7 separate regions of the Mus musculus genome follow, and all the other regions are linked to region 6. A link is a contact called in public HiChIP or PLAC-seq and promoter capture Hi-C data. All regions are on one chromosome and are shown on one strand. The core of a region is the stretch at or near the end of the contact, and the rest is flanking DNA. Distances in the headings are between cores, read along the strand shown.

Evidence for each region. Promoter capture Hi-C pulls out the DNA fragments that hold promoters and counts their contacts. HiChIP or PLAC-seq counts read pairs in DNA pulled down with a chosen protein or histone mark. Capture Hi-C pulls out chosen DNA fragments and counts their contacts.
Region 1: a promoter capture Hi-C map of the C10 cell line shows a contact between it and region 6, with 3 times the contacts expected there. The contact joins the promoter of Cryzl2 here to the promoter of Cop1 in region 6. A contact is called at or near these places in 3 of 39 promoter capture datasets (the C10 cell line, hippocampal neurons and liver) and 1 of 115 datasets of contacts at active chromatin or transcription factors (astrocytes).
Region 2: a contact with region 6 is called in a FOXA1 HiChIP or PLAC-seq map of pancreatic cancer cells. The contact joins the promoter of Sec16b here to the promoter of Cop1 in region 6. A contact is called at or near these places in 8 of 39 promoter capture datasets (the 3T3-L1 cell line, 3T3-L1-derived adipocytes, frontonasal cranial neural crest and 3 more) and 1 of 115 datasets of contacts at active chromatin or transcription factors (pancreatic cancer cells).
Region 3: a promoter capture Hi-C map of pre-B cells shows a contact between it and region 6. The contact joins the promoter of Klhl20 here to the promoter of Cop1 in region 6. A contact is called at or near these places in 3 of 39 promoter capture datasets (cranial neural crest, hippocampal neurons and pre-B cells) and 1 of 115 datasets of contacts at active chromatin or transcription factors (astrocytes).
Region 4: a contact with region 6 is called in a promoter capture Hi-C map of liver, with 4 times the contacts expected there. The contact joins the enhancer-like site here to the promoter of Cop1 in region 6. A contact is called at or near these places in 5 of 39 promoter capture datasets (the 3T3-L1 cell line, hippocampal neurons, liver and 1 more), 1 of 484 Hi-C or Micro-C datasets (hematopoietic stem and progenitor cells) and 1 of 115 datasets of contacts at active chromatin or transcription factors (large pre-B cells).
Region 5: a promoter capture Hi-C map of liver shows a contact between it and region 6, with 2.4 times the contacts expected there. The contact joins the promoter of Cenpl here to the promoter of Cop1 in region 6. A contact is called at or near these places in 3 of 39 promoter capture datasets (the C10 cell line, liver and pre-B cells), 1 of 115 datasets of contacts at active chromatin or transcription factors (astrocytes) and 1 of 9 other capture datasets (liver).
Region 7: a contact with region 6 is called in a promoter capture Hi-C map of neutrophils, with 3 times the contacts expected there. The contact joins the promoter of Zbtb37 here to the promoter of Cop1 in region 6. A contact is called at or near these places in 3 of 39 promoter capture datasets (the C10 cell line, neutrophils and pre-B cells), 1 of 115 datasets of contacts at active chromatin or transcription factors (astrocytes) and 2 of 9 other capture datasets (adipose tissue and liver).

What each region holds. Positions count from the first base shown.
Region 1 is chr1:157,456,717-157,460,328 of GRCm38.p6, reverse strand. Cryzl2 (crystallin zeta like 2) reads right to left here and starts at 1,761. Exons shown (of 10, transcript NM_001033284.2): 1 at 1,684-1,761; 2 at 1,477-1,585. The coding sequence starts at 1,733.
Region 2 is chr1:157,524,147-157,527,952 of GRCm38.p6, reverse strand. It overlaps Sec16b (SEC16 homolog B (S. cerevisiae)), which reads right to left and starts at 1,783. Exons shown (of 26, transcript NM_001159986.1): 1 at 1,729-1,783.
Region 3 is chr1:161,129,960-161,133,643 of GRCm38.p6, reverse strand. Klhl20 (kelch-like 20) reads left to right here and starts at 2,165. Exons shown (of 12, transcript NM_001039482.1): 1 at 2,165-2,281; 2 at 3,192-3,255. The coding sequence starts at 3,248.
Region 4 is chr1:157,547,559-157,551,433 of GRCm38.p6, reverse strand. It overlaps Sec16b (SEC16 homolog B (S. cerevisiae)), which reads right to left. Exons shown (of 26, transcript NM_001159986.1): 13 at 310-427. Among named protein-coding and RNA genes, the nearest start is that of Sec16b, 23 kb to the right of the region's middle. Within about 2 kb of position 1,498, at least 13 of the 459 cell types and tissues checked have an H3K27ac peak or open chromatin away from gene starts, as enhancers often do. A contact at or near this core is called in liver, where this site is marked.
Region 5 is chr1:161,068,167-161,072,145 of GRCm38.p6, reverse strand. It overlaps Cenpl (centromere protein L), which reads right to left and starts at 1,379. Exons shown (of 5, transcript NM_001159930.2): 1 at 790-1,379. Dars2 (aspartyl-tRNA synthetase 2 (mitochondrial)) reads left to right here and starts at 1,486. Exons shown (of 17, transcript NM_172644.4): 1 at 1,486-2,153; 2 at 2,967-3,066. The coding sequence starts at 2,030.
Region 6 is chr1:159,229,500-159,233,549 of GRCm38.p6, reverse strand. It overlaps Cop1 (COP1, E3 ubiquitin ligase), which reads right to left and starts at 1,350. Exons shown (of 20, transcript NM_011931.4): 1 at 700-1,350. The coding sequence starts at 1,112.
Region 7 is chr1:161,033,117-161,036,935 of GRCm38.p6, reverse strand. It overlaps Zbtb37 (zinc finger and BTB domain containing 37), which reads left to right and starts at 2,087. Exons shown (of 5, transcript NM_001356489.1): 1 at 2,087-2,158; 2 at 2,652-2,848. Gas5 (growth arrest specific 5) reads right to left here and starts at 2,335. Exons shown (of 11, transcript NR_166052.1): 1 at 2,217-2,335; 2 at 1,132-1,184; 3 at 922-953; 4 at 692-728; 5 at 357-387; 6 at 84-116. It overlaps LOC115487643 (a small nucleolar RNA gene), which reads right to left and starts at 1,542; the gene lies at 1,463-1,542. LOC115487678 (a small nucleolar RNA gene) reads right to left here and starts at 1,086; the gene lies at 1,025-1,086. It also overlaps LOC115487638 and LOC115487644.

The DNA.
Region 1 (3,612 bases), core at 512-3,011, 1.8 Mb after region 6:
TGGGTCCAGGACCATCATCACTGGCATCATCTGCGATTTGGTTAGAAATTCAAACTTCACCTTGTGTTGGGGTGAAGTTTGCCCTTAACGACAGCACTGAGAAGACAGAGATGGGCAGATTTCTATGAGTTCCAGGCCAGCTAGGGATACATAATGAGACTCTTGTCTTAAAAAAAAAAAAAAAAAAAAGAAGTTCCAACTTTGAGGCCACACCCCATACTGACTCATACATGGGAAGATAGGAGAGGCTCAGCAACCTGTCTGAACAGGCCCAGAGAACTCTGGTGCTCATCAGAGAATGCAGCCCACAAGGGTGGGGATCCCAAAAGGTGCCAGCTGGAATCCCAGATCAATGTGCTCTACGTGTTTACGTTTACTGGAGAGGTGGCGGGTTGGTTAGAAGCCATTCTTTATCTATCAAAATCATTCATTTCTCAGTTCTTTAAGTATGTGCCACATGCCAGGGCCCGTTGCAAACTCCAGGGATTTAAAGGCAAAGAAAAATAACATAAAAACACTCTCAGAAGCTAGCTCCTTACAATGCAAACAGCAAAACTGGGGAGCCCATGCCTCCGCATCCAAAAACTGGAGTACTTATTGACTGGTGGATAGCATGTCCACTGTCCTCAAGACACTCCACCTTGGTTTAAAAACAACTTAGCCAAGAGTAGGGAGGCATTTCTGCACTCCGGAGACTGACACAAGAAGACTGTAAGTTCAGTTCCAGCCTGGATGACATGGTGTTATCCCAGAAATGAATGACTCAAGATGAGGGAAGTTGAATGGCTGTGATCACCCTCTCTTCCAATAATCTGTTTTAACCACAGGCCCCATTTGGGTGACCTTTACAACTGTAGCTGCATCTCTGCCTCTCATGAGCGACCCCTAACATGAAGATACTCTTGCGTACTCCACCCTGTTTCAAATTGTCATTCTCTACTACATATGTGTCACACGCTGTCACCAAAGTGGTCAACAGGCAAGGCCAAGGTGACTTCCACATTTCCTGGCAGGAAAAGGATCTCATCCCAAATTACAGCAGGACATAAGAGGAGCCCAGGCTTGTATTCTTCATGAGATAGATTGGGATGGGGGCAATGGTTCGGGGACCCGTACATAATTTGATACTGACCCTGAAGAGGGGCTAAGCAAAGGATAAGGGTCCTTTTGTCTGTATTGTTATGTAAAGTCCTGTGTAAATCAGACACAGTTTCTAAGGCAACGGCTCTGGAGCTCTCTGAGAGGCCTATGCTTGAGATTTGAGGGAGGGCTTCCTTGACATTTCTAGCCTTTCCGTGAACCTTGAAAGGGCTTGACCTTCCAACCTAAAGTGGGTGCGCTCCAGCCTCTGGTCGCCCCCTACGCTTGGGAACTAGGATTTTGACCGAAGCAGGAAGCCCACGAGTGCTGGGCCGAGAAAGTCAGAGGCTCTGAACTATACAAGGAGGCATCCCGGGGTCAAGCTTGTCACCCTACCTCCTGTGGCCCGACGGGGCGGGGAGCCACCTCTTGAATGGTCAGGGGCTGCTTCAACTCGGTGCAGAGTGCAGCTCGGTAGTGCCGGCCTTGGCCCTGCCAGGCTTGCCTGCAACAAAGAAAAGGGAGCTGGTTTTCTCAGCAGTACCCCTGGGGTCTGTAAGGGGGCCGGGGGGGGGGCGGGGGGGGGGGGAGTTGGGCTTGCACCTGCAGAGCCACACCGGAGGGAGGCAACGCGTACACAGCCTTGCTGCCATGGCCAGCTGAAGTCGCGAGGGGCGTGGCCAGCATGTGGCAGGAAGAGCTCTGGGGAGAGCGGAAAGGCGTCCCAGGACGTGCCTGCTCTGGCCGGGTGACCTGACCGGCAGGCGGAGCTCTTGTCTGTCTGTGCAGGGGACTGTCAGCCCCACACCACTTCTAGGGTTAGACCAAACAGTGTGTGCAACCCTTGATCTCTTCGCTGGTTCTGGAAAACAAAAAGGAAGCATGAGGGAAATGATTCGATCACCCCAGATTAAGAGTCTTTGAGACAGGGTCTCATTAGGTAGCTCTCACAGTGTTGACCAGGCTGGCCTAGAACATGTCATCTTCCTGCCTCTTGTTTCCTGAGTGCTGGAACTACAGGGTGTGCCTGGAAGACTATTAAATCTGTGTTTGGTAACATTTCAGTAGTAGTTCTGGGGTTCTTTCTAAGAAAGAAGTCCAAAATGCACAGGTGAATCCTTTGATGTCTACATTTGAACTGCTAGAGTTCTTGCCACTAATTTTCTCACACAGGACTAATTATGATAAAAAAAACTAAACTGTTACCAATAGTCTGGTGTTAACTGATCCTGAACAAATCCAAAGAGAATATCCAATTAAAGACAAGCCAGCTGGGCACACGCCTGTAATCCCAGGGCCCAGGAGACAGAGACAAGAAAACTGAACATTCGAATCAGCCAGAGCTACATTGTAAGACCTGTCTCCGATAAAAATAAAAATAAATTAACATGATGACACATGCCTTTAATCCCATCACTCAGAAGGCAAAGATAGGTAAATCTTGGTAAATTTGAGGCCAACTTAGTCTACATAGCCAGTTCCTGGCCAGCCAGGACTACATAGAGAAACCCTGTCTTAAAATATTAGTTAGTAAAAAAATAAATAAAAAGTCAGCCCAAAACTTAATGACTCTCATGCTCCAAAGGTTTACCCCTTGGTAAATGTGATTCAGTGATGACATAAGCCTTAGGGGCACAGGTATGCCCTAGAAGAACCAAAAATAATACTACTGTCTATATGAAATAGTATATAAAATTGCTTTGGCATTGGCAAGATAACTGAGTGGGTAAGGGTGCTTGCTATCAAGGTTGATAAGCTAAATTCAACCCCCAGACGTCACATGGTAGAAAGAGAGACCCTACTCCCAAAAATTGTCCTTTAACCTCCAAATGCTGACCTTACACATGAACCATGTACATGTATGTACACACACACACACACACACACACGTTAGTATTAGATGTAGATCTATCTGACCTATTTAAAACAGCAAGTGACTATACGCCAGCAATGTATGTGAGGTACATGCTATGCTGGAAAGAATGGAAGACTATATCATTGGATAAATAGATTTAACGACAGCATGGCATCTTTGGAAGACATCTGGCCAGAGGGTATAGGCCACAGGTTGAAATCCAGTTCTACCACCTCTTTGGCCACCTCCCTAATGGTTCTCGCCCTCAATTAACTCTTCCATAAGAGAAGGCATTGAGCAGGAACGAACAGCAATTGAATGGAGGAAACTGTAAAGCGAAAAGGAAGGATGCATTTCTGAGTTTATGACCTAAAGGCTTTGAGGGCTGAGGAACCCAAGAACAAATAAGCCCCTCAGGTGTGCAGTAGGCGCTGTCATCATAATCGTACCCGTTGGGAATTTTCAGCTCCACATACAAACAACCGAAGGGAAGCAATGTCTACAATGGGAGATGATTTCTTTTAAAAAACCCATGGCTCCAATGAGACAGGCAGGAAAGCACTCTGTAAACGGCATATAAACCAAGCATGTAAGATGAACTTGGGACCTGGAGATGTAGCTCAGTGCTATGGTGCTCACCCTGGCAAACTAGAGGCCCTGGGTTCAATCTCCAGCAA
Region 2 (3,806 bases), core at 534-3,033, 1.7 Mb after region 6:
GAGCCAGTCAGGGTTCAGATTGTTAAAATGTCTCCTACCGGACAGATAATTTGTTTACTCCTCAATGTCCTTTCCCATGGAGATGGTAGATACTATGGGCTAGGGTTTTGGGACTAGTGTCAAAGTTAAACATGACATGGGAAGTGCCTAGAACTGCCTAGAACATAGTAATTATTCAATACATCATAGTAAGTACCTGTGCAAACCAAGGTTAGGATAGTGTGAGTGACTGAAGGCTCTGTGGGTCTAGGGAGATAAGTCACTGGGTTAACCAACTGTTTCCTGCATAACCTGAGAATCTGAGTTTGTATCCCTCACACTCACATGAAAGGCCAAGCCTGGTGCTTCTGTAACCATCAGTGACCTTCAGAGTCAGTGAGAAAGATGGAGTGCAACAGAGGAAGACACTCAATGTTGGCCTCTGTCTAACCTACACACACACACCCCACAAATGCACCCATGCACACATATATATACATATCTCACTTACACACCACACACGTGCACATGTATGCATCACACACATACACATACATCACATATGCACATATCGCACACATACACACATCATGCTTATACACACAAATCACATATGGACACATACACACATCATATATGCACACATCACACACATGCACACACACACACATACTGTTTCAATTGACCCCTTGACAGACTTCTCTTCCAAATGCTTTCTTTAACCTCCTCTAGCCCTCCCTCTGGGAGAACCAACAGGCACAGTTTGTGGCTGCCGCTGTGGAAAAATGGAGAGCTAGGTCTCCCAGCTCTTTCTGACTGAAGTTGTGTAGACCTAGAAGTTTCTCTCACACCTGACTAGTCCCCACACATTCCTCAAGGTAAGAACTACCTCCAGGCCCTAGTGTCTTTTTCCAGTTCCCCTGCTTGCGTGGCAGAAGAGCACATAACAGAGGGAAAGCCCACCCAAGCCTGGCTCCTGTTCAGAGCCTGCTGGATCAGCAGTGTACGCAGGCAAGGACAGCTGCCACCACCCCTCACTTCCCCTTGGGAATGTTGAAAGCGATGTTGATTCTAATCGAACTTGTTTGCCTGTTCTTAGTCTGGAAGCTTCCAAGTTCATCTGAAACTCTTATCAGGTCAAAAGGGCATGTGGTGAAACCAAGATCACCCTGTTTGAACACCACAGAGCCAGGGTCCAGAGCAATGAGCCCGGAAGTGAGAGACAGCAGGAGAGAGCAGGCAAGAGGAGGGACTGCTTTCAAGGCAGACATAACACAGGACCTTGGGCCTACCTCTCTGTGCCAGCTTACTTCCTTGAAATACTCAGTCGTATTGAAAACTTTGCCAGCAATTCCAGGAAAGGCTCAATACCCCTAGTGCCATACAAGGATCCTTTGTTAAAGCCCCATGAAACACAACAGTACTTGAACACAAGTAAGAGAACTTGAAAAGTAATTGATTCACTTGTCCCCAGACTTTTCATTAGGTATCCTAGCCCCGACTACAAAGGCACAATACCTGATCATTCTGTCACCAAGAGTCACCAACATCAGTAGGTTAAACTCTGAGTACTCATTTTCAAACCTTTAAGAGTCTCAGAATGAAGTAACTGTGTCTATAATAACAGTCACAGCTTTGTATGCACAGAAGTGAACCCCCGGACTCAGCAAGGCCAATAGCGCCCCTCCCACTCTGATAGCCCAGCCAGCCCAAGGCAAGGAAAAGATGGGTGTCGGTGCCCCCACACACCTGCTTTGATGGCTCTCCACCTTCCTTCAGCGTGGCTCCAGAGACCTGCCGGGACTGCTTGCTCCCCTCTTAGAGACTGACAAAGTCCAGGTGCCACATCTACCGAGACTCACCTGGCCTTCAAATCTACAGCCAATTACTTACCTTTGCAACTGCCCGGCCTCCACGGAGCTGATTCATTAGGGCAAAGTACAGTGGAGCTACAGCAGGCTGGGACAGCCCTGACTGGGCATATTTGCTCAGAACCTGGTAGGGGCTGGTGCTTTTGTTTACCTGGTCACAGACTGAGCCAGCTACACTCCTATGAAAATACATCCAAACCCCCTACAAACAGCAAAGACGGAAGAGGGACGGAAGAGGGACGCTAGGGAGAGGAAGCCCAGAATGGCCTGAGGCAGCCCGATGTGTTGGGACGGAACGTCACTGCGGACTTGTGGCTCTGCCAGTAGCTGGCTCTGTCACTCAGTGTTCTCTGAGCCTCAGTTTCTTTTTCTAACACTTAGCTGACGAGGCTCACTGAGAGGGGAGGAGGTGGTAGCATACATGAGCTGCAAGCAAGTGCATGCATGCTAAGAGCAAGCGCAGTCTTCACACACTGAGGCGGTGGGGAGGGGGGCGCGGGGCGGTTAATACCTAGATTGTCTGGTCTGGGTTTCCCTCACCCATGCTTTTCCCCACTGGGTGCTTGTTGTGCAGTCAACTCTGCTTTCTAGCCGAGGGGAAGACTGGAGTCCCAATGTTGAACTGAAGGCACTAAAAAAGTTTTCTCTCTCGAGGAAGGGATTTCTCACATTTGAAAAATACATTTCTTCATGCTACTAAAGTAAACATAGGCTGCGCTTTCTCCTTTGGGACGTACATTTTACATTTTAAATCCTCCTCTAGATGGGTTGTATTCTTTCAACAAATGAGTTTGTTTTGTCACACTACATATTAAACCCAGCACTCCAGCAAGCTGAGACAGAGCCTGCCCACCGTGCTGTAGCCTCAGCCCTGTTTTTTAGAAGGAAGTCTCACTAAGTTGCCCTGGCTGGCTTTGAACTCACTCTATAAACAAGGTAGACCTTGAAGTTGCTATCCCCTGACTCCCCCCTCCTGAAGAGCTACAATTAGAGGCCTTCACCACCAACCCCAAATCAACGAACTCTTATCTGAGTTCCTGTTATGTGCCAGCATTTGCCATATATAAATATGAAAAGATATTGTCCTTGCTTGCAAGCCCGTTAGAACAAGTTAGCCTTTCATGTAGTTCCTGGTCCAGGAGAAAATGCCATTATCAGTTCTTGTGGTCAGATAGCTAACGTATCTAAACCTGGAGAGTTTCTTTCCTAGCACCAAGCAAATCTCAGACTGTAGACAGCGGTTTCTTACCACGCTAGGCCGTGAGGACTGGCTCACCAGTGGCTTCGATGATGCTTTTGATCTCCCTGGGAAGAGGCCCTGGAGGAGGACACAGACATTGAAGGCAGGAATCAGAACACTGTTAATTATCAAACAGACTCTACGTTGAATTATGTTTTTATATATCAGAATTCCGGTCATAAAACTCTGGCATAAATCTTGTTGCTTAAAGATGACAGCATTAGACACAGTCTATCACAATGGCTATGCTCCTGGGGTGCTAAGTGTAAAAAGAGACTTAGAGAGCATCTGAGTAACCCGGGGATCCATCCCATAATCAGCCACCAAACCCAGACACTATTGCATATGCCAGAAAGATTTTGCTGAAGGGACCCTGGTATAGTTGTCTCATATGAGGCTATGCCAGTGCCTGGCAAATACAGAAGTGGATGCTCGCAGTCATCTATAAGATAGAACACAGAGCCCCCAATGGAGAAGCTAGAGAAAGTATCCAAGGAGCTGAAGGGGTCTGCAACCCTATAGGTGGAACAACAATATGAACTAACCAGTACCCCCAGAGCTCATGTCTCTAGCTGCATATGTAGCAGAAGATGGCCTAGTCGGCCATCACTGGGAAGAGAGGCCCCTTGGTATTGCAAACTTTATATGCCCCAGTACAAGGGAATGCCAGGGCCAAGAAGCAGGAGTGGGTGGGTAGGGGAGCAGGGCGGAGGGAG
Region 3 (3,684 bases), core at 916-3,415, 1.9 Mb before region 6:
GAAAAGTTCTGTTACACAACACAACCTCAGAACTTCCGACAGGAGTTTGCTGGGGATTGAAACCAGGGCTCCACACATACAAGACGAACATTTTAAAAATTGAGTTATCTTCCCCCACCTCTACAAATAACTCTTGACTCAGAAAGTTGCAAGGAGTGAAATATCAACATATAGGTAAGAAAACTGAAGTTAGAATAAAGCATTTGCTTGAGATCATGAAGTTAGCACCAGGACAAAGATCTTCTGTTTCTCCATCATAGAAACCTATGTGTTGTGATAACAAAATAGCTACGACTATATACTTTATAAAGAAAAGAAGTTTGTTGATCTCATTCTGGTGACTGGAACGTCCAAACAACATCATGTTGAAGAACCACACCCCATCCTTTTAATACATTATAATAATCACAATGGCAAAAAAGGAGATGGCTACATGCATAAGGTACCAATTACTGGGGACAAAGAACACCAAGGAATATCTTAAGTGCTGCCAACCATATTTTCCCTGATCACTGAGACCAGATATGGATTCCCTGCTACATATTTTCTTAATGCAAATCCTGTACATCACTTTCAGATATACTGATATTGTAATTAAGCAACCACACAACTTGTGTTTTAATTTTATAATGTCTATTTCCTCAGAAATGAAGATTTGACAAAACCAAGAGTCTCATGGGTCTTGTTTACAACTAAGCCTTGGATTCTATGTCCTTTAAACATGACAAATAGGACACTATTTCTCATCAAATGTCTAAAAGTTAAGCTCATTGGCCCCCAGAGTATTGTTTATTGCCCCAGACTCACACATTATAAAACCAGTTCTAAGTATATTTTCAACTAGAAATTTAGGATCCCTAAGAGGACGCCTATGGGATTGTAGGAGTTCTATAATAATTGGAAATGCCAGTTTTTTCATATGTTTATTTTTATGTATACTTTGTTAATTGGCATAAATATGAAGAGCTGATTCACACTGAACTCCTCCCCTTTAAAAAGAAACAGAGTAGTTGAAGCACAAGCCAGCTTACAGTGGGTAGTAGGTTAAGAAGGAATCAATGGGTTAAGAATAGGAAATATTACTTTCACCCTGGCTTAAAAGCCCATTTTAGTTACTAGCATTCCTTAATGTTTTTATAACTCCCTTGCTATAGAACTGTATAGCTATAAAGAATTAAAATCATGACTCATATTTTGGAAGAATCTGAGTCACTTTGAAGATGACTTTTAGACAATCTACACAAAAGAAACCTGAGAGGTGCACATATAAGATGCCATTTCAATGGATCAGAAAAATGTACATCTAAACTATTTTATACCCATCAGATTGGCAAAAAATTAAAGTTGAAAGTACCAATAATATGGACCAACGAGAATCCTTGAACCTTTCTGGAGGAAGATATAATATAATTGTGGCCAGAATCTAGAACCATTGTACACGGCATCAAGTTGTGGCTCTAACCCTTACAGGCTATGCTCCGTAGATACCCTTACCCTTTTGTAAGTTACATAACGCTTTGGTACCGACTGGAATGGCACTATCTGAAACATAATGCTACCACCATTTGGAAAAATGGTAATAAATCCTTCAATAAGAGAGATACTAGAACTGATAAACTAATACACAATGTTATATGCTAAGTATTTGATAATAAATGGGGTATCCATAGCTGTTACTAGTACATATATTATTTACTTATATATCACTGGTACATATGAAGAAAAAACTTGGCCAAATGACAAAGTGTATCATAGAACTAGAATTAGAAGTTGAATTTAAAGACCAATCATTCCCACTACAAGTTTATTAATATGAGGTATATTTCCTATCAAAAACAACTGCACAGAGTCTATAGATGTCAAATAAAGTTCAGCTAAAGAAATTTTGGTTAATAATAGCCTTGTATAGTTTTCAATACATCAGCAACAGACTTTTAGTTATATACTCAAAAATGAAACCCTCACCTCATACATATTTTATTTGGTTGCTCTCTAAGTATATTGTAAAAGTCAGATCGACTAATGGTACCAGTCCTGGGAAACGCTCAGCGAAAGGCACAGCTACTTCCGGAGCCATGACGGAACTACTTGCCCGAACACGTGCAGTTCCGTGGGAAGGATTTAGCCATCGGACCGCTTCCTGTTTCTGGATCTGGGCGGGTGCAGGGAAAGGAAATCGCTGCAGGAGCCGCATCCTGCCTGCGCTAGCGGCTCCAGAGGTGGAGGCAGAGAGGGCGGAGAAGGCAGAGAGGGTGCCGCAGAGAGAAAAGTGTCAAAGCCAGTAAGTCAGAGCTCTAGAGCACGGGATGGAGAACAGAGCCCTAGGTCTCGCTTTGCAGATCTATGAGCTCAACTTGCCGAACTGCCCGGCGGGGTCAGGGCAGTGCTTTCTAGGCTGCCTGTCAGTCGTGCCTCTAAGGGACGGTAGGGTTCCTCGGTCGGGCCTTTCAGGGCTCCAGGCTGCGCTGCTGCTGGCTGCCCGAGGTGTCTTGAAGCCAGGGCAAGGCTGTGCAATGCTTGCTGGGGACGCAGGACTCCGCATCCTGGACAGCTTCACTTGGAATTCTAAGGGAGCGAGCACTCTGCCTCCCATTTTCTCTCTGGAAGCCAGCAAGATCCTGGCGGTGAACAATATTTCGGCGACTAAGACGAGAGCTTGGGAGAGTTGTAGTCTAGAACTACTTTCCCTGCCCTTGTTCAAGCTGCCCGGGCTGGGCTGGTCGGAAGTGGAGTTGTTTTTAAAGGCAACCGCCTCCGGCCTGCTTGTCACTTCAGAATAAGTTAACAACCTTCGGATTCAGTGCTAAAACAATGCTTTTCCTATCCGAGTCACTAAATTAGTACTGCTGCTGGTATCAAGTGATTACTCTGCAAATATACTTGATGGTGAAGTTAAAAAATCAAAAAACTCCCCAGGTGCTTCTTGAGCAGAAAACACCAACTAGCGATCATGACTATTTTGATCCTGACTGCTTTCCCAGTCACCCTCACATTCACATATAATCTGTCACCTTAGCATCTTTAGTTAGTGATAGTCCTCTTAAAGGCATTACATTATGATTGCGCATCTACGCAAAGATTACATTAGGATGTAAGATTCCTGATTACAGACGAAATGAGTGAAGTGATTATACAAGTTGCTGGAGAACTCGAACAGTTTTTAGTAAGCTACTACTTCTCTCTTGTTGAAGGTACGGCTTTAGAACACGGTGAAGGATACTTTTCATGGTGCAGGGAAGGAAAGCCAATGCGCAGGTAAGCCTTTTTAAGAATATGAAACATTGATTTCAGTGATTGAAATTAAGCTTCTACTAACAGTGCATCGTTTACGATTATTTATTCACAAACCTTAACAAATCCTGCTTGGAATTAATCGTTCTTGTTTCAAGTAAATCGAAACTAGTAATGTCAGAAAATAGCAACTTCGTTTATTTGGTTGTGTTGTTTTGTGTTGTCTAGGGATTTTTGGGTTTCTTTGCTCGTTTGTTTGCTTTGAAACAAGAACTATTATGCAGTCCTAGCTGTCTTGGAACGTGCTATGTAGACCAAACTGCCCTCAAAATCCGAGATCCACCTGCCAGTATCTCCCAAGTGCTGAATTAAAAGGTGTGCACCACCATACCCTACTACAGCTTTATATTTTATATGTAGGAGTTAGATTTCTAAAGAGTTTGGATTTTCTGG
Region 4 (3,875 bases), core at 249-2,748, 1.7 Mb after region 6:
CACAACGCTCCCAGTGGGAATTCTGGGAAACAGATATGGAAAAACAAACAAACACACAAACATAGCAAAAGCAGATGAAGGTACCTTTCCCTGGGGTTTCTTAACCAGGAGGCTAACAGCGGCAAGATTACAGTTATAAAGTAACAACTAAATAGTTTTATGGTTGGGGTTGGGGTGGGGGTCACCACAGCATGAGGAACTGTATCAAAGGTGCTAGCATTAGGAAAGTTGAGAAACACTAGGAAACACTAAACTAATGTCAGACATGGAAAGTTGCCCCAGGGAAGGCGTAAGCCAATTTCTGCTTACCCAGGGTATCCCCCATGCTGACAATCGCTCGCTGGTACAACTCTGTATCTCCAGCCTGATTTGACAGGATCACAGCCAAGTGGGGCCGCCAGTCTCCCCACTGTTTGTCTCCACAAACCTGAAAAATAATAACGAATTACAGAATCATTTACCACAAACCAGGGTGTAGTTAAGAAGGCTGCTGTTTATTCGTAGGTATGGAGTTCAAGGAATGTCTGCTATGCTATTGATGCTATTATTCAGTGTGTGTGATGCTAATACTCATTGATTCGGAGTTCCATCTGCCTGAAGCAGCAGGTGTGTGGCACAGAACAAGTTGGCGGCCCACACCTGTAAACCTAGCACTCGGGAGGCTAAGAGGGCATCACGAGTTTGAGGCCTGTCTGGACCAGAATGAGACCCTGTCTCAAAATACAAATAAAAAGAGCCAGGTGCTGGTGGCACCGCACGCCTTTAATCCCAGCCCTTGGGAGGCAGAGGCAGGCGGATTTCTGAGTTCAAGGCCAGCCTGGTCTACAGAGTGAGTTCCAGGACAGCCAGAGCTACACAGAGAAACCCTGTCTTGAAAAAGCCAAAAAATAAAAAAATAATAAATAATAAAGAGAGGGAAAATAATATATACATACACACGCACACACACACAGAATCACCCACACACCCACACATACAGAGACACAAAAATACATACACATATATACACTCGCACACAGACACACATAGAAACATAGAAACAGATACACAGGCATATATACATACAGACACATACACACAGAGACACAAAAACATACATACAGACATACAAACACACATATAAAAAAACACAGACATACACACATATACCCTTACACACATAAACACATACATACACACAGACAGACACACAGAGAGGGACACACACACACAGATACACATACACAGATACAAACACATACCCACACATACAGAAACATAGACACAAAAGCTCACAAACACATACAAGCCCATACACATGTATATCACACACAGATACACACTAGTTATAAAAGTGATAAATAAGGTGGAATTATTAGTTTACTGATTTTCCAATTTCTTCTCTGTGCCTTCACTTCAATTATCTAGAGACAACGTCCTCCCCACACCCTGCTGTCCCCACTGCAAAACAACTCAGGTTTTAGTGAGAAAAGGGAAGTGAAAGATTGATCTCCCTTGCCCATGCTAACCCTGTACAAAGGTCAGGGATTCGGGTTGCTCAGTATCTTACAAGTGGCTAGTGTGTCCTGGTCTTATAAGGCCCTTCCACACATGGCAACCTTCATGATGCTGCTGTGAAATGGCTTCCTATTACCACTTAAGGAATGAGAAAATCAAGCCAACTTTCAATTCCCCTCTCAGCCTGGTGACAGTGCAGTGGCCGTGGACTCCACCATGCATCGGGAGAAAGTCATCAGCCCTGTATAACTGAGGCGACCCACACACAGCGCTTGCCTTGGGTTCAGATTTCACATGCCTTTGACCCATTTGGAGTTAGTTTTTGTGTAAGGAGATAGACACTGGTCCAATCTCATTCTTCTGCATGTGGGCATCCAGTTTTCCCACTGCCACTTGTTGACGATGCTTCCTTTTCTCCAGCTTATGTCTTTGGCATTTGTGTCAAATATGAAGGGCTGTAGTTAGCTGTGCTCATGTTTGGGTCTTTGATCTTGGTCCATTGTCTTAGATGTCTGTTTTTGTGCCAGTACCGTATTCTTTGTACTACTGTGGCTCTGTAACATACCTTAATATCTGGAAAGGTGAGCCCTTCAACATTGTTCTTTTTGCTCAGGTTGCTTTGCCTATCTGGTGTATTTTGTGTTTCCATATGAATTTTAGGATCGTGTCTTCTATTTTTGCAAAGAATGAGGTGGAGATTTTTACGTGGATTGAATTAAAATGTGAACGGCTTTTGGTAGCTTAGTCATTTTTGTGATATCAATTTTATTAATCCTTGGACATGGAATATATTTCCATTTTTAATATCTTTCTCTTTCTTTGGGTGTTTTAAGTTATTCCACCCAAGTCCTGTCTCATGCTAGTAGTGTGAACTTGAGCAAGTCTTTAATTGCACTGAACCTTTGTTTCCTCGTCTCTAGAACAGAGATCATCATTTGTACCTGAGAAGATTCCCAGCGACAATAAAATGAGACAATTATATGAAGCACACAGCACAGTTCTTCACACTTGGTTTGCACCTTATAAATTTCACAATAGGCATGAACACACATTTGTGTGTATACATTTATATATACACACACACAACCTCAGTAGAAGAAAGGTAATTTGCAAACAGTCTACATCAATCCTGTTACACAGAGGGAGAGTGAAATTGACAGTAATTGCTAACACTTAGAATTCCCAACTATTTGTAATTATTTAGTGTTTATAATCATCACAAGGAATAAAGGATGCTTTATCCAACTCCATGTGATATTTGCTCCCTATCTATCTCAACAGTATATATCATAATGGTGGTCATAAGAAGTCATCAGAGTAATAGTTTTACTTAATGACAGTGGCTTAGACCATGAGCCACACCCTTGGCTAAACATTTCTCCTGCCAACAATCACACACCACAAGGACACTGCTATCCTCGCTTAAACATATAAGCCAGGCCATTTCTTGCTGGATCTTCAAGAATATAACAGAAGGGGAAGTTTTCTTACAAAAAGGAAATAATCTTGGAAGTCATCCTGTTTCCTCCCTGGTTTGGAGAAAGACACGGGTAGTATAAAGCCAATTGAGAAAGAGAGATGGGGAGAGGGAGAAGAAGAGAGATAGAGAGGCAGAAAGACAAATAGACAGTAACAGCAGAGAGAGAGAGAGACAGAGAGAGAGAGAGAGGACTCATTGACTAATTTTCTTGATGGGATGGGAATGCAAGCATGGTGGGTTCAGATATTCTCACCCATAATTCTATTGGCTGGCCATCAAAATCACCACAAAGAGAAAAACTGTTATTAAGTAGCAACCAAGTCTGCCTATCAGTAATGAGCAAAGTCAAACTTAGACGTGGAATGAAGCCCACATCTGTGCATCCAGTGGCCATGTTTCTTCCATGACACTATCCATGTAGAAGAAAGATGGCCTGGTATTCAATGTGAAAGGACAGAAAGTTCTCACACTCTAAGATCAAATACTGAACTGGTGCGTTGCCTGCAGAGCCTTAGTCTCCCATCTAAGAGCAGGGGAGATTAGCTAACTCCACCTCATCACGGAGGCCCAATGGACCACAGGCTGATTATATCACTTCCTCCATTAGGTGCTCCGTGACATGATGCAGTTTTATTGCAGCACTGAAGCTTCCGTTCAACTGACTTGTGAAGCATACCCTGTATTCCAAAATAGCCCATTGGTTTAATGATGGGGGACAGAAGACATCATTTCTCTTTGCTTTGCTTTTCTTAGAATTATCTACAATAAGAGGAGGGTCAAAAGGAAAAAAGACGAGAAATTCCTTTTCATTAAAACCAGTTGCTAGCAAAAAACTCAAGCTTCAGATATAAGATACAACTGCCAAAAGTAGCAGAGATTGAAGGGACGTGCATTGAGC
Region 5 (3,979 bases), core at 130-2,629, 1.8 Mb before region 6:
CTCTGTTAAAAATCTTCCATCAACTGAACTTTCCTTCAGAAGGCAGCGTCTTCCCTCTGCCACCACCTCCTCCCGTTCTTCTCCCCACTTGTTTGCTATTTAGATAGGAGTCTTCATCAGTTCTGTTTATACAGAATCTTTCTTTAAAGTAGGCTAACTAGTACAATAACTGCTAAGTATACATTACTTTTCAGGCATGTTTGTAAGCACTTAACAAAGATTAAGCCTTTAACGAATATTCTTTTGTTTGGGGGTGTTTTGTTTATATCGAGTGACAGTCTCTCTGTGTAGCCCAGGTTGGCCTAGAACTCACGGCAATTCTCTTGCCTCAGCCTCCCTAGTCCTGGGACATATCTGGTACTACTGTTCACTCCTCAAACGACCCTATTAGTAAGTACGCTGCTATGTTGCCAGGTGACTGGAGGGAAAGGTTCTACGAATTTCTCAATTCTTCGCCTCCTTTGACTCTTATGCCCGTGGCAAAGGGTCCTATCAGCCTCTTTCTAGTATCCACGGAACTATATCTCTCATCAAATTCTCTTGTACTCAGTTCCTAACACACAACTAAAACTCAGTAGTTTTTCTTGTGGTTAGTCCATGAAGAAAGTCCCTGAGTTAGTCACTGCAATATTGCCACAAAAGTCAACCCACTGCTCCCATACTAACGCTCACGTTGACGTTAGCTTCCGTTTGTACACATCTTAAATACACAAAAGCATTGCAAAGACAACAGTCACACAACAGAAAGAAATGCAGTACACGGCCAGTCGAGGACCCAAAAGCTCTTACCAAAACTATGTCGTAAAGACACTGTCATCCACTCCGGATTCACGAATCATCCTTCAAGTTTTGCTCCAAGACTACGTCGAGACGAAAGGTTTTGGTTTTTTAAGAAGAAGAAAGTGGCCAAAATGACTGCTTAAGAGAGAACCGAAGCAATCCCCGGTGAGTTCAGAAGAGACATCAGGAGTCCTGGAGTGAACCTAGCTTCCCTCAGGCTCGAGCAAGACCTGCGACTTCCCCCGGGAGAGACAGCTCGGCTTCCCAAGCTGCCCGGCTCTATGATCCTCGCTCTTCGGAAGCTGGCGCCGGCCCACGAAAAACAGGGAGTCCCCAAAGACCCTTCTCCGGAGCTCTCCGGGGATCAAAGGTAGACTTGAAAGTTCCGCTCGTCTAGGCGCTTTTCCACACACGCCACGCCCTCCAGTTTAAAATCATTTCCCGACTTGCCCTGCGGCCGACTCGGAAAGCCTCGCCTGTGGCCCTCCGATTTCACGTAACTGAAAGCAACTGAAGTCGTCATTTTAACTGAGGGCAAGGCTTGGAAGGCTTCAATCAATAGCCTCAAATTCCCAATCCCCTATTGCGCCGCGTTGTTCTTCCGTTTTCCAACCGGTGCGAAACTTTCCCGCATACTGCCGCCCACAATAAACATGGCGGAGGCGCCCTCGTCCTGATTGGCCGGAATCCTTGCGTAACTTTGGCGCTCGCCGGGCGTCAGAGGGACTGGCTTGTGGATGTGGTTTGTGTCTGGGTTTGAACCTCAGAGCTGTTTGGATTTGTTCGTCTTCACCTTTCAGGAAAATCCAGGATGGGCCGCCAGGTTTGGGAAAGTTGAAACACGAGGCTGCACCTCCTTATATTTCTGCTTATGCCCTGGTCACCTTCGAGATACGTGGGAATAAAGGGAGGACGCGCGCCTGGTGGCCGGCCTTCCGGCTGGGGCGCTCTGGCACTGGCGCTGCTGTTGAGGCATCTTCGGGGCTCAGCCTTGTTTAATTAAAGTGGGAACTGATGCACTGAAGGAAGCAAAGGCTTTCCCCCTACCCACTCACCTAAGGTCTCTGGAGACCTTGCAGGTCAATCTACTTTGTAGATACTAGAACGTTCAGCGGAGCAGGGTCTGGATGCATTTGCGTGGGAACTAGAATTTTAAGGGTTCCCAGGTATTCCGAAAACCGAGTTTTGAGCACCACCACACCTGCAGCGTGGGATTCGTGATTGTCTCTCCGGATCCCGGGACTTCAACATGTATCTTGGTTTTTGGTTAAGTCGTCTATGCAGGGGTTTATCCAGACCCATCGGGAAGACCATGCGGCCAATCTGGGGTTCTCTTTCCAGAAATCTGGCGTTGAGTTCACAAAGAATTCCAGGTGAAGGCAGCTACGAGCTTCCGCCTGTTTTTGACAGCTTGTTTCCCTGATTCTAACTGCATTTTAATACCAGGTCATTCATTCTCTTGATTAGTTATAATTAAGGTCCCCCCCTTGATTATAAAAAAAAAGTAGATAGCCTGTGTAGTGTATACTATTAGTAGAAAAACTAAAGTAATAATTTAAATAAAATCTTTTCTAATAGTTTATTGATTTACAAATGATTGTTATAAACTATACTTGTACTAAAGTTAAATACTAACTGCACTGTCAAGCAGGTAATTTCTAAAATTATATGTCACTTACCAAAATGGACAGCTACCATTTTATGTCCCTTCAAGTGCTAGTTTATGTACAAGGTTTAGATTTTTAAACAGAAGGCAAAATTTTCCTTTGGGGCAGTTATTTGCTTGGGCCTTGACACTTGTGCAGGTAAACACAATAGGGATATTGTATAATCTAGGCTATTTTATAAACTACATCAGACCTACAAGATGGCTCAGTGGCTTCAGGCACTTCCTGCCAAGCCTGAGTACCAGAGTTGACTCCCAAAACTCACACTGTGAATGGAAGAAGAGAACAGAATCCAACAAGTTGTCCTCTGACTTCCACAGGGGCACCGTGGCATGTGAGCCCACATACCTGTGGGTACGCACACATAAACACACACACACACATCTAATTTAAAATTTTTACAACTTCACCCATTGACCTGAAAGAGCTGATACATCATGAATGGAGAGTATTTTTAAAGAAAACTACAAACATTCTTACTGATGCCTTTTAAAGTGCTTTTTCCTTCTCTTCTTAAAGAATTCAGTAGCTTTGTTGCTCGGACCAACACATGTGGAGAGTTGCGTTCGTCCCACTTAGGCCAAGAAGTCACTCTGTGTGGATGGATTCAGTACCGCAGGTAAACTGAAGAAAATGGTTCAGGAATACATGGAGGTCGTTTTCCCAAATAGTTCCAACCTTTGCTAGTTTTTATCCAGGCAGAGAATAATATTTGCCACTTTTGTAATTTCTCGGAAGTCACTGCCTTTTCCGTTCTGTTTTGTTTTGAAAAAGTCTAATAGTGTTATTCCCAGTAAGTACTAATATCGGTTAAAGGGAATAACGATAAAACGTGACCCACCGGAGGACTGAAATAATCCTGAGCAGAGTTTACAAAACTCATAAGCAGTAAGTGGGAATAGACTAGGATTCTGTGAGGCAGCTATGAAGCTGCAGAAGCATAGGAAAACAAGTTTACTTCATTCAAAATGTAAGTAAAAAAAAGCTTAAAACTGGGAGCAGTCATCCATTAGGCTCAAAGCCCATTCATTGCTGTGTTTCTTATTGCTCCTCTCTTCTGTTCTGAAGCATACTAGCATATTAACTCTCTAAAGAAGTTCAAAATGTGGGTTGATGTTTGTCACATGAAAGACGCTACCTTGGCTCTTAGAGTGTTCAGCATGCTGGATGCAAACATTAATTGTCTTGACAAGAATCATGTTCTTAAACTGCTTGTATATAACCGTCGACATTGTGCTGAGTGACAGTGTAGACTCTTACAGCTTTGCCATAGTAACGTTCTTGGAGCATTTTTTTTAAACTGTATTCTTTCCCTTAATGTCTGCAGTATCATCCTTGTAGAGTCACAAAGGAATGCCTCTTTGCTTTCCAAAAGGCCTAGAGAACGCACATTGGTGGTCGCTTCTCTTTCCCTTGGTATTTATGTTTATTTTATGTCTATGGGTAGTTTACCTGTATGTATGTTTGGTTGTATGCATATCTGATGCCTATGGAGGCCTGAAAAGGGTGTCTAATTCCATGAAACTAGAGTT
Region 6 (4,050 bases), core at 101-2,600:
GATTCCAGTGTATACACAGCGCTGCGATCGTTCCATACAACACAGAAACACTAAAAATGTGTTTCCCTTTTTCCAACAGTTGAAACCTGGAATTGGGTGTGAACAAACTTTGACTACAAAATTATTAACAGTATTACAAGTGTCCTATCTATTCAAATTCATATTCCAACGCAGGATGGGCAAAAATAACTTCGTAAAGCATCACCAACCAGGTTTCGAGCACCATCTACTTTTTTACAATATAGTGTTGACCAGCAATCCCACACCTCAGAATCACCAGGCACTAACTAGTCTTCTACCTCCGAAAATCATGAACTACTCCTGACTGATACTTCGTCCACTAGATGGCCAAAAAAAGAAAGAAAACAAAAACAAAAACCAGAAGGGATTTAACCTCCTACCCCGAATACTTCCTTTCTAATAACCACTTACTGGACCTCCATCTTTATCCTTAAGCACTCCCTTAAATGCCTTCAGTTCCTGGACACCAGCACCCACTTCTGTGCAATCCCATTTCACCACTTTGCCTAAGGATCCCAGTCCAGCTCCACCTCCCAACCGGGAACCTTAACTCTGCAAACACTCAACTCTCTAGGTTCGAATCCCAGCACCTCCAACAGGCCTCCCTCCACGGGACCCCGCCAGGCTCAGCAGCAGAAACTCGTGGTCATGCACGCAGGGGCTGCTATGCAAACCCACCAGACGAAGTCGTTGCTTTTGTCCTCGTAGGAGTTGAGGAGCCCGTTACAAAGCGGGACGAGCAGAGGTCGCTTCCTACTGCTACTGCCGAGGCTGGAGCTGCTCCCTCCAACGCCGGCGCTGGGCCTGGCCGCGCAGCTGAGCCGGGACTGGCCCGCGGACACCGCCCCGCCGGCGCTCGCGCTGCCAGACACCGCGGCCGCCACCAGCACAGGCCGCCCCGGGCCGCCGAGGCCGCCGGAGCCCGCGGCCGGAGCCACGCCGCCGGACACCAGCGTCGCCGCCGAGGCCGCCACGGACGGCGGCGACGGAGACGAGGATAAGGACGAGGAGGCGGAAGTCACCGAGGAGGCGGCCGAGGAGCCGGGGCTCGTCCCAGCGGAACCCGAGCCGGCCTGGCGGCTACCTGACATCGTGACTCCCTCCCTTGGCCCTGCGCTCCGAGGCGAGGGCCCGGACAGACCGCGACCCTCCGCCGCCCCCGGCGCTCAGCTCCCGAGCATCCTGAGGACGCGCCGGGAGACGGGCCGGGGGAACAATAAAGTTAGGCTTCCCACCGCCGCCCCGCCGCCGCGTCCTACGCGAGGGGGCGGGGGAAACTATCACATCCGAGGAGCCATGACTGCCGAGGAGGCCGCCGGGGCAGCCAACCCGGGCGCGCCGAGGCGGTCGGGCTTGCGCATGAGCGGCGGAAGGGGCGGGGCAGCGGAGCAGCTGCGCGCGCAGGCGCCGGCGCCGGCGCCGGGCTGTACGGAGATGCCGAGCGTGTAGTTCTCCGAGTGGAAAGCTGATTTCCTTTCTGACGTAGTAGAGAGATGGCCGTTTTCATGGAGCCAAAGGGTGGAAGGGGAAAGGACGGGGAATCTGGTCTAGTGGACCGGGAACGCTCGAAAAGCAACTGCTTAAGCGTGCCCCGGGTGGACGCTGGCGGATTGCCCAGCTAAAACTGCGGCGGTACGGAGCAGTGGTGTTGCGCATGCGTGTGAGCGAGCGCGCATGCGGCTATGGATTATTATCTGGAAAATACTAAGCTCACTTGTGTTCTCTTGCGGCTTCGCGCTTTTTCCCGATTGTGTGGCAGGAATATAATTTGTTTTCGTTTAGATTTTTTTTTTCTGTTTAGATTTTGAAGTCCTGTTAGGAGGAGTAAGGGGCCAGGGCAGTGAAAAAGGGTTACAAGCCTTAGGTTTCAATCTGAAAGAGCCACAACGTGAGGACTTCCCCACGTTCTGACTCAGGAGAGGCGACACCCCAAAATCACCAACGAGAAACGGTCTTGCTGCAAATTGCAAGAGGATTTTTATTCAAGAGCGCTCTCGGCCCACGGTCATACACCACGCAGGGGTAGAGGACCGTGGCGCCCCGAGTAGCTGGGTTAGGGGGTATTTAAAGGAAGAAACCACAACTTAAGGAGGTGGGAAGGGCGTTGTTGGAAAATACCAAAAATACCAGTTAAGAGTCACAAGGAAGTACAAAGTCACAAGTGTCAGGTTATCTCTCAAGACAGTTTCTAAGAGCCCCTAACAATCTAAGAGCCCCTAGCAATAGCACCTTTGCATAGTGGGTTCCAGCAATGGTCAGGGTGACTTTCTTTGAATTAACACTCTTTGAACCCAGGAAGCTGATGGGTGGAGGAATGTTGATATCTGTTTTATGATTAGCATACCTTGGAGCATTGAGTCACAAAGGCAAAATTCCCAAGCCTGGGCCCAAAGGCCTAGAATTTTGTCTTTATTACTCTTTCAAATCAAACATTTTATAGTACCAGAAATTATTTGCTTCTTGTCCCTGATGTCACTTATCTAAATTATCTCCAACCTTTTGTAAAACCTCATTGATAACTCCGTCTTTGTTGGCATTGAAGCAGCAATACTCGCCTAGTTCCCCTGGGAAATGAAAACTAAGTCTAAACCTGGCCGGTTTAGGAGGACAACTTTTGTCAGAGCCTCTGTCTGGACATGAAGCAGATAGAATTCAACGTGTCTGATGTCTACCAGTCTGATGATGCATCTGTTGTAGGCTCCTTTATCCTCTGATTAGGGATACAGTACTTAGGGCTACTGTCCTTATTCCTTCTGTCACTGGACCACAGAGAGCGGCAACCCAAGGGGGAATAAGAGATGGGCACCTTATGGTCCTGGATAAGCATACACTTGGAGTATATACATAAAACTGGATTATTATACACATTCCTAAGTGTTGGGAATTAAATCGCTGTAAATTTGGAACAGTTGTTAGAAACTCTGTACTCGTGAAATAATCCACGCAATATAGTTACTGATAATCACACCAATTAAGCATATTAAAAGTTTTAAGTCCTTTTTATTGATGGCCAGATGGAGAGTGGTCTCATATCTTTGAAAAGTCTCTTGGTGCTCTAGTTGAGGGGTACAGAGTTTTTAAATCAAAACCCACAAAGACCATAATTTACATCAAAGTTAGAGGAGAGTCAAGTAACTTTGAAACATTTATTTCTGGTAGAGCATAGTAATTATTTTAGATATAACATCAATTATCATTTAGTTTATTTTTGAGCTCTTGGAGCAGTTAGGTCCATTTTAGCTGACTCCTCTCATTGGATTTGTCTATTCAAAGACAAATATGGATGGGCTGGCTTACTGGTACCAGGGAAATAGAGAAGAAAACTTCTTTAAGGTCCAGGATATATAGAGCTGGGTATCTGGTGGGAGGAGGCTGAGCAAAGTATACAGATTTGGAACAGTAGGATGGGTGATTTGAGACATAACACCAACAACAAAATCAAAAAAGATAACTTCCTGAGCCAAACTTCCCCTCATGTGCTCAATCATTCACACACTAGGCTGGCCATTCACTCAAGCAATACTGAAACCGCATCTCTCCTGAGACAGAACAGGGATACAGGTCTCCACTATTAGTCTCTCAACTTATTGTGGGGAACTGGGGAAGAATTTCCTGTTGGAATTTTTTCCCCAAGCCTGGAAGAGGGCTTCCAATGTAGACTCACCAGAAAAGGCCTGTCTTTCTCAATTAGAATGTTCTCCGTGGGGCTCATCTTCCTTAACCAGGATCACAACAGAATTCAGCAGACAGACCCAAGTGTGTCTTTTTCAGGGCTTGGTTTAGTAGCCAATATACATAGTAAAAATAATGGAGCACAAAGTATAGGGAATGACTCCAAAGATAACTCCTGGATCACAATATTATGATGTCAGAGTTAGAGACACACAATGGATAATTTAACTTTGTGTGTGTTGAGTGTAGGGTAAGAAAACATTCAAGTAGGCATAACCAGGAAATGACTGAAAATGCAGTCTAAGTTACAAGAGAAAGGTCAACACATAAGAGAAACTTTTTTTGGAAATTAGTAAA
Region 7 (3,819 bases), core at 838-3,337, 1.8 Mb before region 6:
AATGCATGCTGGAGTTTTGATGATTCAAAGTCTCTGCATGTCCCTTTGTACTGACCCAAATTCAAGTGTTTTTCAATACTTACCTTTCAAACTGTCTATCCAGCCTCAAACTCCACCTAGAAAAAAACATTAAAGAGCTTTTCAATGCAGTCAACAGATTTGAGTTTGCCCCACAATAAATGTCAAGGAAGCCCACCATCAGATAGAGCTAATAAGATCTTCAGGTAGTCAGTATTTGTTCGTCATCATGCAGGCTGTGTTCAGCTATGACCAGGATGGAACACGTGGCCAGTATTTGGCAGAGTGCAACAAAGCCAAGCCTGTTTAGCATCTACAATTCCTTTAGTTTGACTTACCATTTCATTTTCTGGTCTTCTATTCTAGCACCTACAACAAACAAATAGTTAAAGCTGCCCGGTTAGGCCCCTGACTCAGCACTTAAGATGGGGGAACCAGAGTCCACCAAATAGGGGGTAAATGCGTTAACGACCACTAGCTCCCACATATCAAAAACCAGCCTCCTCAGATACGCAGAAACAATGCCCTGACTTCAGACTTCCCACCCACTCCTCTATCTACAATTGCTCTCAGGGAACAATACATTCAATGTGTGGGTTGAGGGATCTTTAGTGCTCATTTGCCATTGGGTATTCCTTGTAATGGGACCACATGCACACACAAAATTGCTTACATTGCGCTCGCTCTGTTATCCAGCTTCCTGACGAGTCCTGGGGGGGGGGAATCTTTATGTAAAAACTGCTTACTCTGTAAGTAGCCCCCAAATCATTATTTTGTGTGCCTCAGTTATAATCATGGTGGTTTAAAGCTATCGTCACCCCAGCTGTCAAGAGTAGCAAATATGATGTCATCATTGTGGCACTGTCCTTTCAACCTAACTTCTCATTACTATTCAGTACTCACCTCGTAAGCCTTCATCCTCCTTTGCCACAGAACTGGAAATAAGAGATGTGAACAGTCAGTCCCCTTCTTCACGGAACTAAACCCTTTCCAGTAGCTGAATTAAAGCCTCAGAAAAGTGTTTTTCAGAAATCCCTTCTGTCCACTACTCTCATACCATCATGGGCTTTGTGGTCATTATGTTCTAGTCATGCCCCTCCCCCACTGAGTTACCTGGCTGTGAGATCCCACAAGATGTCCCATCACAGAGGTCCACACTGCCATTCCTAAGAAAAATGTTAATCTTTAGTAGTTCTACTTCCACAAAATGGACCTGTCTTACAAAGAACTCCGTCCACATAGGCACTGTTGAGTTGCACATATCCAGCAGTTACATATAAGTCTCTAATCCAGGTACTTCCCAAGAGCAATCGTCCTCTTTGTTAGTGACTAAGGCCTGCTGGCAATCTCTAGCAAAAGCCTTCATCCCATGGTGATCGCGAAAGAAACACCGCGTGGCTTCGCATTCCACCCCCGTTGAACCGTGCACGAGGTGACTCAGCATGCTCTGCCATCAGAATCGTTGGTATTCATCAACAAGCTCAGTTGTCCCTACCAACATAGCCTTCATCATAGCATGAACACGCATGCTGAGTCGTCTTTGTCTGGTGTCCAGACCAAAACCCAATGCTATTTTATGTCACAAATACACGCAGAACCAACCTCCTAAAGTTTCCAGCTTGTGCCCTGAACTAAGCTCACCGGCTGCGCCGGGAATCCCACCAGCTTCCAGTGCTTCAGCCTCCAAGGCCCGAAGCCATAACATACTCAGGAAATTGCATACCTGCTCAGAATGCCGCACAGCTCCGAAAGGCTGAGATGGCGGCTGAGTCGAGTATATAAGGTCTTCGTGACGTCAAGACGCAAAGCTGCTTGCTGCGTCCACTTAAACCCCGCCCCTCACACGCCCTCAGACTCCTCCTCAAGCCCCACCTTCTTCAGGCCCACAAAACTTTCCCTCTGGCCACGCCCCCGAGAGCCCGGAGGGCGGAGTTGCCGCGGGCACGATAGGCCCGCCCTCCGCCTCCCTGAGGAGTACAGGCTGAGGGGAGGGGGCTCCTGCAAGGAAAGCGCTGGGGGTGGGGCGGGGTGAGGGTGACTGATTTCCTTCCGGCACGTCGCTCGCTCCGGAGGAGGGGGCGGGGGGTTTCACTTCCGGGACGGTGTTCCGGCCCATTCCGGCCCATTTCCACCCCCGGAGGTAGGTGCTGCTCCTTGACTGGGCTCGTTCCCCGCACCCCCGCCCCGTTAGCTCATACCCGACGCTCCCGGGCCGCGTCTGGGTTGCAGCCAGCTCCTGCGGCGCTCAGTCGCTGCCCCACCTCCCCTCCCAGCACTCGGCGACCTTCCGCCCCTTTGGCTCCGGGCTGTCGAGCTCGCGGGCCCGCCCCCTTGGCGAGCCCCTCCCTCAGGACCCCGCGCGCGCGCCGGGGCCACACCCAGACACACCCCCGCCCCGGCAACCTCCGCCGCCCTAGACCGATCCCGGGGCGCCGCCCCCTTCCCGGTCCCGCGCCTCACCTGTGCGCCCGCAACTCCCTTGCCGCGGGGCTCTGCTCCTGTCGAGCTTCCCGGCATCTGTGCCACCTCCTCGCTTAGCCAGGTCCCCCTTTTCCCATGCTTCTTGACACTGATAGAGGCCTCCCCAGTACCCGACTGGCCAACCCCAGCGTTCCCGATTCTCCCTTTTACAGCTCTCGCCCCTTCAGTGCCGACGCTAGAGAAAGACTTTACTCCAGGGGCTTCCTCCTCACTGGGGAATCGCTGGAAAGAGCAAACAAAAAAGGCGCTGGTGTAGGCTCCAAAATAAACATCTGAATTCGTGATGGCATCGACAGAGGCACTTAATGGATTAAAAGTTTCAAAACAAACAATAACGCTTTGGAAAAAGGTCAGATTGGTTAAAGTTGCGTCTTGAAAGCCGTGTTTGCACTTACCTGTTTACTCAATAAGTGTATTGTAAATGCGAGGTGATAAAGTGAGCTTGTCCGGACTACTTCCTGGTGTGCTGTGTAGTCTCATAAATTTAGAGAAACATTGGATGCACGGTGAGCCTAAATCCTTGTGGTATACTGGAACTACCCTCAACTAATTAAGACTATTTGATGCAATTGCAGTCTTTGTGGTGTGAAATTTCAGGCTTTATTTTTGTCAGCAGCTGTGGGAAACCAACTTTCCCAGTCAAAGTAGCATCACCACTTTGGAATACCCAAGTTTCAAGTTTGTTGGGGAGAAAAAGTATTACTTAGTTTTTGCTAACTCTGGCAACTAGGCCACAAATTCTCTGCATGTGAATTGAATGCTGACAGGGCTGTGGAATGTTTCTCAGAGTCACCTCAGAGTCCCATATTCAAAAAGTGGGAGCTCAAACTGGTAAGCTTAAAAATATGGGCCTAATCGGGCATGGTAGTCAAACACCTCTAACACGAGCATTCTTTAATCTCAGCAGAAGCAGTCAGCTCTTTTTGAGTTAGAAACCAGATGGTCTACATAGTGAGTTCCAGGAATAGCCTGGGCTTCATAGACCCTGTCAAAAACAAATATCTGGTGGGTGGCTTAATTCTAGCATTCCTGGAGGTAGATCGCTAAGTTCCAGGCTAGTCTGGTCTACTGAGCAAGTTATAGGGCATCCAGAGCTATATAGAGGGACACTGTCTCATGGGGAAAAGTAGTGATAATAGCGACCATTCATGTAGGATATTAGACTTTATACCCAATCTGTATGTGTTTGATGCCCCTTCTTAGTGAACTCCTGTCTTTATTTTATATAGTCTACTAATAAAGTATGGGCATAGCTTGAATTTTTCGCAGTGTAGCAGTCACTTTTTTGTGTGTTAATTACATTTTACAGTGAAATCTAAA